Linked DNA regions of Mus musculus: all the other regions are linked to region 2. A link is a contact called in public HiChIP or PLAC-seq and promoter capture Hi-C data. All regions are on one chromosome and are shown on one strand. Each heading gives the region's core, a stretch centred on a gene start, on an enhancer-like site or on the middle of the called end of the contact. The rest is flanking DNA. Distances are from core to core; before and after follow the strand shown. Region 1 overlaps Gm29040 (a long non-coding RNA gene). Region 2 holds the start of AI597479 (expressed sequence AI597479). Region 3 holds the start of Gpr45 (G protein-coupled receptor 45). Region 4 has its middle 3.6 kb from the start of Gm29040.

The links. HiChIP or PLAC-seq counts read pairs in DNA pulled down with a chosen protein or histone mark. Capture Hi-C pulls out chosen DNA fragments and counts their contacts.
Region 1: an H3K27ac HiChIP or PLAC-seq map of heart atrium shows a contact between it and region 2, with 6 read pairs. The contact joins the enhancer-like site here to the promoter of AI597479 in region 2. A contact is called at or near these places in 7 of 115 datasets of contacts at active chromatin or transcription factors (the SCID.adh cell line, embryonic stem cells, extraembryonic endoderm stem cells and 3 more) and 2 of 9 other capture datasets (adipose tissue and liver).
Region 3: a contact with region 2 is called in a promoter capture Hi-C map of pancreatic islet. The contact joins the promoter of Gpr45 here to the promoter of AI597479 in region 2. A contact is called at or near these places in 8 of 39 promoter capture datasets (the 3T3-L1 cell line, 3T3-L1-derived adipocytes, cranial neural crest and 5 more), 1 of 484 Hi-C or Micro-C datasets (cerebral cortex), 10 of 115 datasets of contacts at active chromatin or transcription factors (the 230-238 cell line, the SCID.adh cell line, bone marrow-derived macrophages and 4 more) and 3 of 9 other capture datasets (adipose tissue, liver and pancreatic islet).
Region 4: a contact with region 2 is called in an H3K27ac HiChIP or PLAC-seq map of the NIH/3T3 cell line, with 4 times the contacts expected there. The contact joins the enhancer-like site here to the promoter of AI597479 in region 2. A contact is called at or near these places in 8 of 39 promoter capture datasets (the 3T3-L1 cell line, 3T3-L1-derived adipocytes, cranial neural crest and 5 more), 1 of 15 datasets of contacts at CTCF or cohesin (the NIH/3T3 cell line), 15 of 115 datasets of contacts at active chromatin or transcription factors (the NIH/3T3 cell line, the SCID.adh cell line, cardiomyocytes and 9 more) and 2 of 9 other capture datasets (adipose tissue and liver).

What each region holds. Positions count from the first base shown.
Region 1 is chr1:43,246,333-43,249,032 of GRCm38.p6, forward strand. It overlaps Gm29040 (a long non-coding RNA gene), which reads right to left. Exons shown (of 3, transcript XR_003947809.1): 3 at 1,826-2,700. Among named protein-coding and RNA genes, the nearest start is that of Gm29040, 13 kb to the right of the region's middle. Within about 2 kb of position 1,404, at least 8 of the 459 cell types and tissues checked have an H3K27ac peak or open chromatin away from gene starts, as enhancers often do. A contact at or near this core is called in heart atrium, where this site is marked.
Region 2 is chr1:43,097,328-43,100,027 of GRCm38.p6, forward strand. It overlaps AI597479 (expressed sequence AI597479), which reads left to right and starts at 1,383. Exons shown (of 4, transcript NM_133818.1): 1 at 1,383-1,535. The coding sequence starts at 1,437. It also overlaps a transcript of Tgfbrap1 not described here.
Region 3 is chr1:42,951,493-42,954,192 of GRCm38.p6, forward strand. Gpr45 (G protein-coupled receptor 45) reads left to right here and starts at 1,380. Exons shown (of 2, transcript NM_053107.4): 1 at 1,380-1,741. It overlaps Gm39633 (a long non-coding RNA gene), which reads right to left and starts at 1,226. Exons shown (of 3, transcript XR_865396.3): 1 at 1,082-1,226.
Region 4 is chr1:43,263,341-43,266,040 of GRCm38.p6, forward strand. No RefSeq gene overlaps it. Among named protein-coding and RNA genes, the nearest start is that of Gm29040, 3.6 kb to the left of the region's middle. Within about 2 kb of position 1,256, at least 34 of the 459 cell types and tissues checked have an H3K27ac peak or open chromatin away from gene starts, as enhancers often do. A contact at or near this core is called in the NIH/3T3 cell line, the SCID.adh cell line and hippocampal neurons, where this site is marked.

The sequences.
Region 1 (2,700 bases), core at 154-2,653, 150 kb after region 2:
TATAACACGTGGGAGGTTGAGATAGGAGGGTTGCTTCAAATTTCTGGACAGCCTGAACCACATAGAGAGATCAGCATAAACTACAGAGCTAGATGATCAACAACAGAATGAATGAATGACTGAATAAAAATATTCCTGGCTGATTTATTGTTTTCCAGTGTTAGGAATCAAACTCGGGGCCTAAAGCATGCTAGATAAATTATCTATGAATTATGTACACATGCTTTTTTATGACATTTTAATCTTGACTTCCGGAGGCTGACTTAGAAGAAAATATGTTTGTTGTTGTGGAAAAGAAGCTTAAGGCAGAAAGTGGGGTAGAAATCTTAGAAGTCATCCCTGAAGACTTCTAAGATGAGGAATCTTGCCCCGGTGACTTGAGGGCATCATGGAGGGCTTGCTGTGTGCTAGCACCACAGGACATGACCGCTTTCCATATATTATATTCAATCTTCAAATCACACACACACAAGATTTAACATTTTGTGTGTGTGCATGCAAACTCAAGCATGCACACATGTATGCTACTGAGTGTACACGGTTCCCAGGAGTCAGAGGGCAACTTGTAGGGGCTAGTTCTTCCTTTCCACCTTGCGAATTCCAGGGCTTGCACTCTATTCGCCAGGCTTGGTGGCAGGCATGTTTACCAACTAAGCCATCTTTCTGGCCCTAGTCTCCAAATCAATAATGTAGTGGAAGCAGGCTCTGAGAAGTCAAGTAAGCTGGTCTGGTCTATGTTGGAAGTGATAGGGCTAGACTTCAAGGCTAGGTTTGGCTGACTCCTAACCCATGACTTGCAATGCTGTTCAGTCCTCAAACTGGAGTCTAAGGCATTTCCTCAGGTGAGGTAATGGTCTGTCGTCATTTGAATCAAATGCCACCCCCCTGAATAGATCTAGAAGATGTGGTTTTCTGGAGAAAGGATATCACTGGAGGTGAGCTTTGAGAGCATAAAGACTTATACCATTGTACCATTTCTAGTTCACTCTCTGCTTCCTGCTTGAGGTTGACAGCGTGACCTCCATTTCCAGCTCCAACCGCCACGCATTTGCTCTGTCCATCATGGATGCTAATCCTGATGGAACCGTAAGCCCAGATTCACTCCTTCATCTGTAGGTTGTCACAGTCATAGTATTTTGTCACAGCAATAGAGAAGTAATTTAGTGTCCTTCAGAAAGAAGAGGTAGAGATGAGCTAAGGTTTTTAATGTGATTATTTGGGAAAATTGTTCTTATATTTTATACTTGAGGACTTCTGGGACACATTGGAGCAACACCAGCTCTTAATGGAGCCTCCTCTGACATCACGTGCCCTTCCTATTTTCAGATGTAGTTTTAGTGAGAGGAAGGCTGACCTCTCCTCAGAAAGGCACTGGCTCTGACCTGCCTGTTATCTGAAGCCCTGCTTTCACAACTCCACACTTTTGGTCTCTCCATCAGTAGCTGTCTGCTGGGAGTTCTCATCTGGCTGCTTTGTTCATGGTGCTTCAGAGGTGATGAGCTGTGTGTGAGGCCCCTTCAGATCCAGGGCCCAGGAGGGACATTCCACAACAGGGCCTGTGGGCAGAAACAAGAGACTTCTGGAGGATTTAGGGGTTTGCTATAAGAGGGAGGTGTGCACATGGAAACCAACCAACATGTTTGTGACTGTACTTTAGGCAGCACCAGAAGGACAGGGCAAGCCTGCACTGATTTGGATGGCTTGGAGTTTTCAATTTTCAGATTTTTTTCCCTGTTGCTATTTCATGTATTCAGACTTGAGAATTGCTTACTAAGCTGAGTTGGAAACTTATATTTGAAGTGGCAGGAGACCCCCTAGGTAAGAGCAGGACCCTGCTACTCTAATAGATGTATGATCCATTTTTTCCCTTGTATAAAAAAATTCAAGGTTCCAATTGGAGCCTTAGTAGGAAGATGTAAAATTCCAGTACAAAATCATGCTTGCTGGCCTCTTGTGTCTTGACAGTATATTGTAGTGCAAGTCAGATAAGTTCCTCTGGTGGTAGACAGTTCTTGAAAGTACCCCAAGGGGTAGAGACAGAACAGTTGCTTCTGGAAGCATCTTAGACTATGGTTTTCCAGTCTGAACAAGAATGTATCTACAACGAAACATTTGCAGTTAGCTGGGCAGCAGGCACATCCAAGACCACTCATAACCTGGACGGGCAAATGGATGTGTCCTAACTTTTAGCCATAGAGGGGAGGTGACAGTCCCAGCTGAAATTATAAATAGTTAGTATACTTCTCTGAAGAGAGGCAATCTGTGGCTATCTCAAGTTGCAAGTTAGCAGAGTTCATAGGAAAGCAAAGTTTCCAGTTGCCCTTTTGATAAACACATTCTTGGAAAGGGCTACCTACTGAGGGACCCTGGGGAAGATATTTTGAGCAGTCTGAGGCTGTCTGTCTGCACTCTTTGTTCTCACAGTTTGAAGTCCTTTCCAGTTTAATTATCAGGAATGAGGAGTTAGCATCCAACTGGCAGTTTTGATCAATATCTGTCAGCTAGGATCTGGTGGGCACCAGAACATGAAACATCCCAAGGCCTTCACTGCCCTATCCTCTGGTCACAGGGATACGAGGAGTTCATAGAGGTGTTTATCAGTGCCCACTAACATGGATTTTTGCTTTGTCTCTTTTTATTAGTCCTTCCATCTATACTGTCCTGACCCCAGCATGCGGCACACACAGTCATACCTGCTGC
Region 2 (2,700 bases), core at 133-2,632:
GGCGTGAGACCAGCTCAGCTTACCCAGTGAAAACTGGGTTTGGTTGTAAGTTCAAGTTTCCTGCAAAACAGCTACTCTAGCAACTAGTATAACCTTATAGTGAAGGAAATGGAGCCAATGATGCCATCCATGCCAGACTCATTATTATACGACAATATAAAGGTTAATTTGAATATATACTAGCACAATAATGTTACAAAGCTAAGGCATTTAATCCCATTTGAGAACATTTGGCCCAGCTTTAAGACTTGTCCTTTCAGGGAAGGTCACTTAGATCAGCTTTCCAAACACAAAAATAAAAGGACTGGATTGAATATTTTTAAGCACTAACATTAAAATTTCCTCCCAGCTCTGTAATTGTTTCTTCCCTGAAAGCATCACATAAACTGGAAAATTTTACAAGATGTCTCTCATTACTAATTTAACATCTCATTTATTTTTCAGCACTCTTTCAAGCATATTTTTGGTAGACTCCTAGTAGTTCATATTTTCATAAACAATGCAACAGTTTCCAATAAAACGATACATTATAGAGCATACAAACTATGCTCTCATAACAGGTATGAAGTACAACCTTTTAATGTGCAAAAACTTGAGGACTCTGTCTCCTATGAATGATGAAAGAGATTTCTCACACAAATACTAGAATATAGTTGAAGCCTACAATATTTTGTTAAAGTAAAAACCACGACTTCATTGTAATTATTAGTAAGCGCAAAGGCAGTTTGCTTGGTTCCTGTCACTGCCAGTCTGTGATCTCCAATTATCCGTCCTATTGCTCATTTTCCTCATACCAGAAACAAGCATTCTAGTAGCACATCAGGCTGATCTGGGGAGTAGTGTAACAGTCGCTGGACTGGCGCTACTACTTTCTCTTATTATTTCCCACACGTAAGCTGGTCGGTTTAAAGATCTTTCCAGGGAACAATACTTGATGCTTACCATGTCCGAGGAGAGGGGATTACAGAGTGTTATTTGGGCTTACTTTATGTAGAAGGGAGATTAGGCAATAAACGATTGAGACATTGTAAAAAGCGAAAAGAAGCATGGCTTCAGACATGACAATGCCATCTGGGGTCACAGCTGTCTGCCCTCTTGTTCCATTCTGTCTCTCCACGCAGTCGGGAGAATCCCTGAGGCCTCTGCCATGGGACGTCACAGGGGGCGGGACCAATGGCGGCCAGCTCGCGTTGCTTAGCCTCCGGTGCTTTCGGCGCAGCCCGGGCAGGACTCTGCTCCGCTCTCAGTCCCAGTTCGTCCTCTTGGCTGAGGTGCGTCAGCCGAGTCGGCCAGCCATAAACTCTACTCTCTGGGAAAAGCATCGCGTCTCGGGCGCGCTGAGTGACACCAGAGTCCCGCCCCCTCACGTCACTTCCGCGACGCTTCCGCCGCAGTGCCTTGTGGGAGGCCGGCCAGGGGGTCTCCTGGCGACAACCATGGCGGGGGATGTGGGCGGTCGCAGCTGTACGGACGCGGAGCTGCTGCTGCACCCTGAGCTGCTATCCCAGGAGTTCCTCCTCCTCACCCTGGAGCAGGTGGGGCGCTCGGGCCGACCGAGGACGGACGGGCAGCCGGGGACAGGCAGGCCTGCGGGAGGCTCGTGGCCGCTCCCCGCCCACACTGATCGGATGGGGCTTGCCTCCCTTGATCCCCAAAGGAAGCCTCCAGAGAGTGACTGGAACCCCCGGGAAATCCTCTAGAGCTCGGAAAGGGTGTGACAGACGACCTCCGCTGCCTGTGTGCAAGCAACGGCCTGCGGAAGAGATAGACTAGAAGAACAGACCGGGAGGGAAGAAGTCTGGGGCAATCAGGGCTGGATCCAAAACATCTGAAAATTAGTCTGTTAGGTAGCTTCTCGCCTCTCTTAGAGACAGACACTCGGGTCTCAGAGAGATGGACCTACTTCTTAAGATCATTATCAGGACACAGTAACCGTTTGGAGAACTTAAAGCACCTAGCTTTCCAGGTGGTGCATGCACCCCCCCCCGCCCCCCGCCGCCCCTGCGGTGTGACCTAAGATAATAGCAGATCATAAAAGAAAAGTGTGATGTTTTATTTAAAATGGCAGAACTGCTGAAAGTTTCTTTAGAGTTTTATGTGGCACGTTTTGTATTCCATGTGGTTTTGCCCCCCCAGTACCGTATCTTTCTCTAATTTCTTGAAGTTCTCAGTCACTATTTTAATAATGACTTTTAACCTGTGATTCTCAATCTTTTACTCACACCAGGATAATCAAAGGCTTACTAAAACATGTTATTGAGCCCCATCATCTGCTTCTCATTAAGTTCGTTCCAAATGTGCCCTGATACTGTATTTTAACGAGTTCTTGCTGATGACCCAAGGACAGCACTTGTAAGCACTGCTGCCAGAAGGCAGCCCCTTCAGTGCCATCCAAGCAGATGACATCCTCTGGGAATGTTGTCCAAGTGTATTCAGATACTCCCATCCCAGAGTAAATGCAAGTTGAAAGCCAGCAATATACTGTATGAAAGAGGAATAAGATGATTCAACAACTTAAAAATGAAATCAAACTAAACAGCTGGCATTGTTTTTGTTTTTTTTCCATTTTTGCAAAGCATACGTTTCCCCAATTTTTCCTGTGTGTTTTTGCAATATTGTGCTCCAAGATGTTGAGACAGAACTGGGATATGAGAGAGAATAAGTTATTTAAGTTATTTAGGCATATAAATATATATATAA
Region 3 (2,700 bases), core at 130-2,629, 150 kb before region 2:
ATCGTTTGGAAGAGCAATCTCTCTGGACTCCAATCATTTTGCGTTCCCACGTGGAAGGTTAAGTGCTTACCGCATCTTCTCAACCTTTCTAGGCCAAGCATTCTGCATGCACAAATGCCTCTCAGACAGACTCCATCCACACTCCTAGTTTCTCCCATGAGAAAACAAGGCTCAGAGTTGTCAAGTCATTGGCCTGAGGGCACACAGCTGAAAAGAGGTGAAAGACAGAAAGCCCGATAGTCTGAGACCAGAGTCTTCATCTCGATCTATTTACCTATCTTCTGCATAGCACAGCTCTGCAAGACACTCACCAAAGGGCACCCCTCTGCTTTGCCAACATGAGGCACATAGTAAACCCTCAGATGGCCCGAGTCTGTCCCTAGCATGCTGCCTACCGAGGAACCAATAGGCCATGCATCTTATGCTGTGTGTGGCCCTAGGACTCCAACCCAATCAGTGAGGAATCTGGTTCTCTTAGTAGCTGCCCAGCTTCCCCGTCAAGACTCCAAGGATCAGCAAGGAACACCTCAGCCGACCTCTATGGCTTGTAATCTGCACTTGGGTTCACTGAGGTAAGAACTGAAGCTCTTGGAATTTAAGGCGACATCCTGCTTGTTCTTTTTTTTTTTTTTTTTCCTGGAGGGACAGGCATCAGTCAGTCACATTTGGCAAGGAATTTGGGAGACAGTCGCAGCAATCTGGCCTTTGGTGGATCATTGTTGATTAGCTCATGGTATATAGGTTCCCACCTAAGCCAAACAGCACAAGTGAATGAAGCCTGGGGCCTCAGGGAAGCTCCGACAACTAGAGCCATGTTTTCAACTGGAGTGGATGAAAGATTGGAAAATTCTGGCCTGCCTTGAGGTTGAAGATGGTTTGTTTCACTATTCCCCTTTGACTTCACACACACACACACACACACACACACACACACACACACACACACACACACACACACTGAAAAGTTTTCAGAATATGAAAAAAAATCAAAATCACTCTTGTCACCAAGATGCAAATGACTGAGTCAAGCCATGGAGTTACTTTTCCCAAAGAGTCGCCCATGGGAGACTCAAGATCTCACCTGCCCAATTGTCATCCTTAGTGGTCCGCTAAGTACTAGGGTCCGTGCTAGAGAGGAACAGGTGCCCAACAGGGTGGTTCACAAAGGGCCCCGACCCTCCATCACCTCTCAGCTGGCTCTCCCTCACCAGAGCCTCCGGGCACTTAACCTTCAGGTCTGTTCATCGGAGGAGGTGGATAGGGTTGGCTGGTCTGGGGTAGAGGTCTGTAGGAAAGTGGGCGCGGGTTGCTGGGAGCCGCGCAGTTGAGGCGGGGAGTCTAGCAGGTTCCTAGGGTTGCCCGCAGACGCGGGGGTGGGTGGAGACGATCACGATTGAGTAGGAGCACACAGGCGCACTCACTGCCTTCCTCCTTCCCTTCCTCTTCCTCCCACCCCGCCCCAGGGGGGGCGGTACCCTGGTCCCTAGGGGAGGTCTGCACCCCCGGAGGGTGGCGGCCCCCGAGGAGGGCTGGGGTTGGGACTGCTGCGGCGGGTGGCAGACGCCGCGGGCCCCTCCCCCACGCTCCCTCGCTGCCTCCCCCTGCTCCCTGCCCCTCCTCCTCTCCATCCTCCCCTTCTTCCTCCTGGTCCCCGGCAGCCGCGGCTAGGGGAACAGCCGGCGGCACCGGGGCCGCTCAGCCTTTGTCTCGGGCCGCTGGGCGCATCCGGGCCCAGTGCAGCGTAAGTGACCGGGGCCAGGGCCGGGCCGCGGGGGGCTTGGTGGGGCGGGCCCTGGCGCGGGTGCTGCCTTGCGGGGTGGAGTGCGGCGGAGGGGAGGCCGGGCCGGAGGAGCCTCGGCTGTGATGCTCGGGCGGCGCCAGCGCGGGGGCGCAGAGGGGCGCGTGGCCGGCTCGCGGGGCGCCGCAGCCTCGCGCCCGCGGACGTGCGGCTTGGGTGCAAATCCTGTTTCTCCGGGCAGAGGCCACGCGGGGACGGCGGAGGCTGCGAGGACCTGCAGTCATGGAAAAACGGGAGAGGAGCCGGCCCAGCGTCACCACCGCCACTGTCACCACCATCACCATCACCACCACCATTTCTGATCGTCGCCCATCCCACTACCCCGCCTCATCCCCCATCTCATCTCCCCGTGTACTGCCAACTCTGTCAGACCATTTCCTTTACATCGGGTAATACTTAGACAAGAGATCGCAAGTGAGAGCAGCTGCTGTGGGACGTTCATCCAACAGGCCACTGAGCTGCCTCGGTTTTCCCCATCAGAGAAAGGGGCCTTAGGACGCCTTCCCCAGATTGCCACTGAGGTGGGCTGGGTGTCTGTTTAATCTGGATTTTAGAAGGGACAGAGAGACATGTCATTTGTTAACGATGAAAGTGACACCAGGGTAATGGCTTCATCAAACCAGAGGTTTGCAGTTTGAGAGTTCATCTCTTATCTTTTAAGTATCAAAGTATTAATAGAAAATGAAAACGTAAAGAAATGAAACTTTGACCGAACTGTTCCGAAAAAAAAAAGAAGCAGAAGCAAGTATTTTGTAGGAAATTCACTTCAGCTTGCTAAGGGCAGTTCACTTTGTTTAGAGTGGACAGTGTCCTTTTTTTTTCTTTTTTTCTTTCTTTTTTTTTTTTTGTGCTGCATTTCTGATGAAGCTCATTTTATTTTAGAGGCATACCATATACCCCTA
Region 4 (2,700 bases), core at 6-2,505, 170 kb after region 2:
TTGGAAGTCAGCATCTCACACAGCGCTTGTACATCTGTGCTTATTGCGGCATTATTCACATAGCCATGAAATAGAACCAGTCTTGATGTCCATCAAAGGATGAATGAATTCAGAAAATGTAGTTCATATATACGATGGATGGCTTTTAGCTGTAAAGAAAAATGAAGCCAGAACACTGGCAAGAAAATAGCCAGAGTGAGAAAGACAAGTAATGTGTCGCATTTTCTTTCGTATATGGAATATAGATGTGTGTGTGTGTGAAACAGGGACAAACGGACAGACAGAGAGATAGAGGCAAAGACAGAGAGAGGACACACCAAGGGAAGACGTCTTTGGGAGGAGAATGAAGGAGAAAATAGAGGGTAGTGGAATTTGTGAAACGCAATAGAAAGACTGTGAAAGGAGGGTTCCTAGCAGCGTGATGTGAGGAGGACAAGGGAAGACCGTTCAATAGAGGAACAACTGAGAACTAAGTACCCTGAAGTCCAGGATTTTGCATGGTGGCCTAAAATGTTATTAAACCCACACCTCTTAGAGCTATTAGGAACTGATGGATGCTGGGGGCCAGGAATTATTTTTCTCCAGTAGTGTAGCCACGGTAAACTGCTCATCTTTCTACAAATGACTCTTCACTCATTCCCTGAAACCACTCATGATTAAACTTGTTTGGGAAGGACCCCCAGATGGAATAGAGAGTGACCGGAAGTAGCCAAATTACATCACTGCATGAAATTATTGAGAACAGACAGAAAACATTGTTTAAAAACAATTTTAAAAATTGCTGAAAAAGAAAATACTAAAATACTGCCCAAACCAATAAGTATAAATAATTAAGAGTCTAAATTATTTCCCTAAAATTATTACAAATAGTGAACATACCATTGAAACATCAGTTTGGAAACTATGCATGCTCACACACTATAGAAATGATAGGCCAATAGATCATATCATTGTTTTAAATTTAAAAACCTGGCCATTTGCAGTATGGATTCTATCACAGCTATCCTTACATTCATTCAGCTGTCTGTGGATAAATCAGGCCCCAGCTAACCAGATCATGCCTTTAGATTGCCTGGGACAGATTACAACAAGGTACTCCTTTCACTGTGCTATATTCTAGCACGAAAGGGCATTCCTCAAAATATATTGGGCTGATGGGAACAGAAAAGGAAAATGCTGCTATAGAAAGCCAGTGGTGAGTCTGGGATTTTTTAAAGCACCAAAGAAAAGCCAACCCCACCCCCTTGTGGACATAAAGGTCATTACACTTTTTCTGTGCACGAGGTGCAGCCAGCCATCTTTGGACAATGAACAAGCATAAGTTCCTCATTATTCCGAGTATCCCTTTGCCTTGCCTTCCTCCTTATTCCCACAGACACACCCCTGCGTCCAGCTGCAAAAGCAGGCTTTCTCCCAGCCAGTCCAGGCTCTCCCCTGCCTCTTTTCTGTTGTGCATGCCTGGGTGACTTGTCAGCTGACCAAGCAGGTTAATAACCTGCAGTTGAAGGACTGTAGACTCCGGGTATGGGAGAAACCTTGAAAGTCTTTAGTAGCACTCTAACATCTCTCTAGCTTGAGAGAAAAGGGCTACATGGACTTTGAGGGTATCAGCTGGAGCCCCAAGCCCTTGGCATAGGTTTTCTTGGTCTCTATTACATCTCAATTTCCTCGGTCCCAGGTTCTGACAATTTTCTGCTTAGTGTTTGCTCTCAGAATCTCAGCACCACACATAAGGGAAGAATCACTTCCACTTGTTAATGCCTCACCTTAAATGGCTTTTTCATTATATACGGGGAAATATTACCATTTATTATCATATATAAGATTCATATACATATATGGTATATATGTAGTACATACACATATATGTTCTTTCTGAGTATGCATATTTTAATATAAAATGACAACAATAGAGAGTGTTATCATAGGAGATGAGCTAAAAGGAAAACTGCCAGCACAGTGAGCAGGAAGCAGCCTTCAGCCGTTCTGCAGACCACCAACTCCCAGCTGGTCAGTGACCCCAGGAGATACTTCATGATGCTACTTCATCATATGAACAAACAAATAAAATCACAACACTGGTCTTGTTTCATCTTCAAGATCAATTCCATTCCTCTATCATGCAATGCCTCGGTTTTGTTTTTTTAGCTATTTTTGTTTGTTTGAGTTTGGCTTTTTGACACAAGGTCTCCCTATGCACCCTTGGCTGTCCAGGACTTAGACATGTAGACCAGGTTGGCCCCCTACTCATAGAGATCCTCCAGCCTGTGGTTAAAGACACACGCCCCTTTGCCCAGCCTATCTTTGGTTCTAATAACACCTTCTTTTTCTAAATAGTCTTTAACCATCAAATTAACTCAAAGTCTACTATAGAATGACCTAGTTAGTATTCGATGAGTAAAGGAATTTGGGGGTTCAGATGTCAGGGTTGAGATCAGCTTGTCAGAGGCTGGCAGAGTTCCAAGAAATTTTCCTAACTTGGCGTACCTAGTGTGCAGTACCAGGGGGCTGTGTTAACATACTCAGTGTGCTAAGTAAATGAACACTGAGGGAACCTAAGAACTGATGACACATGCTGTATATATGTGTGATAAGAACTGGGATCCTCCGGGGAGATCAGAGTCTGCAGCAAGCTTCATTCCCTGTCTCTCACTGTGTCCTGGGATCAGTTAATTAAAAATACACCTGTGTCCTTAAAGC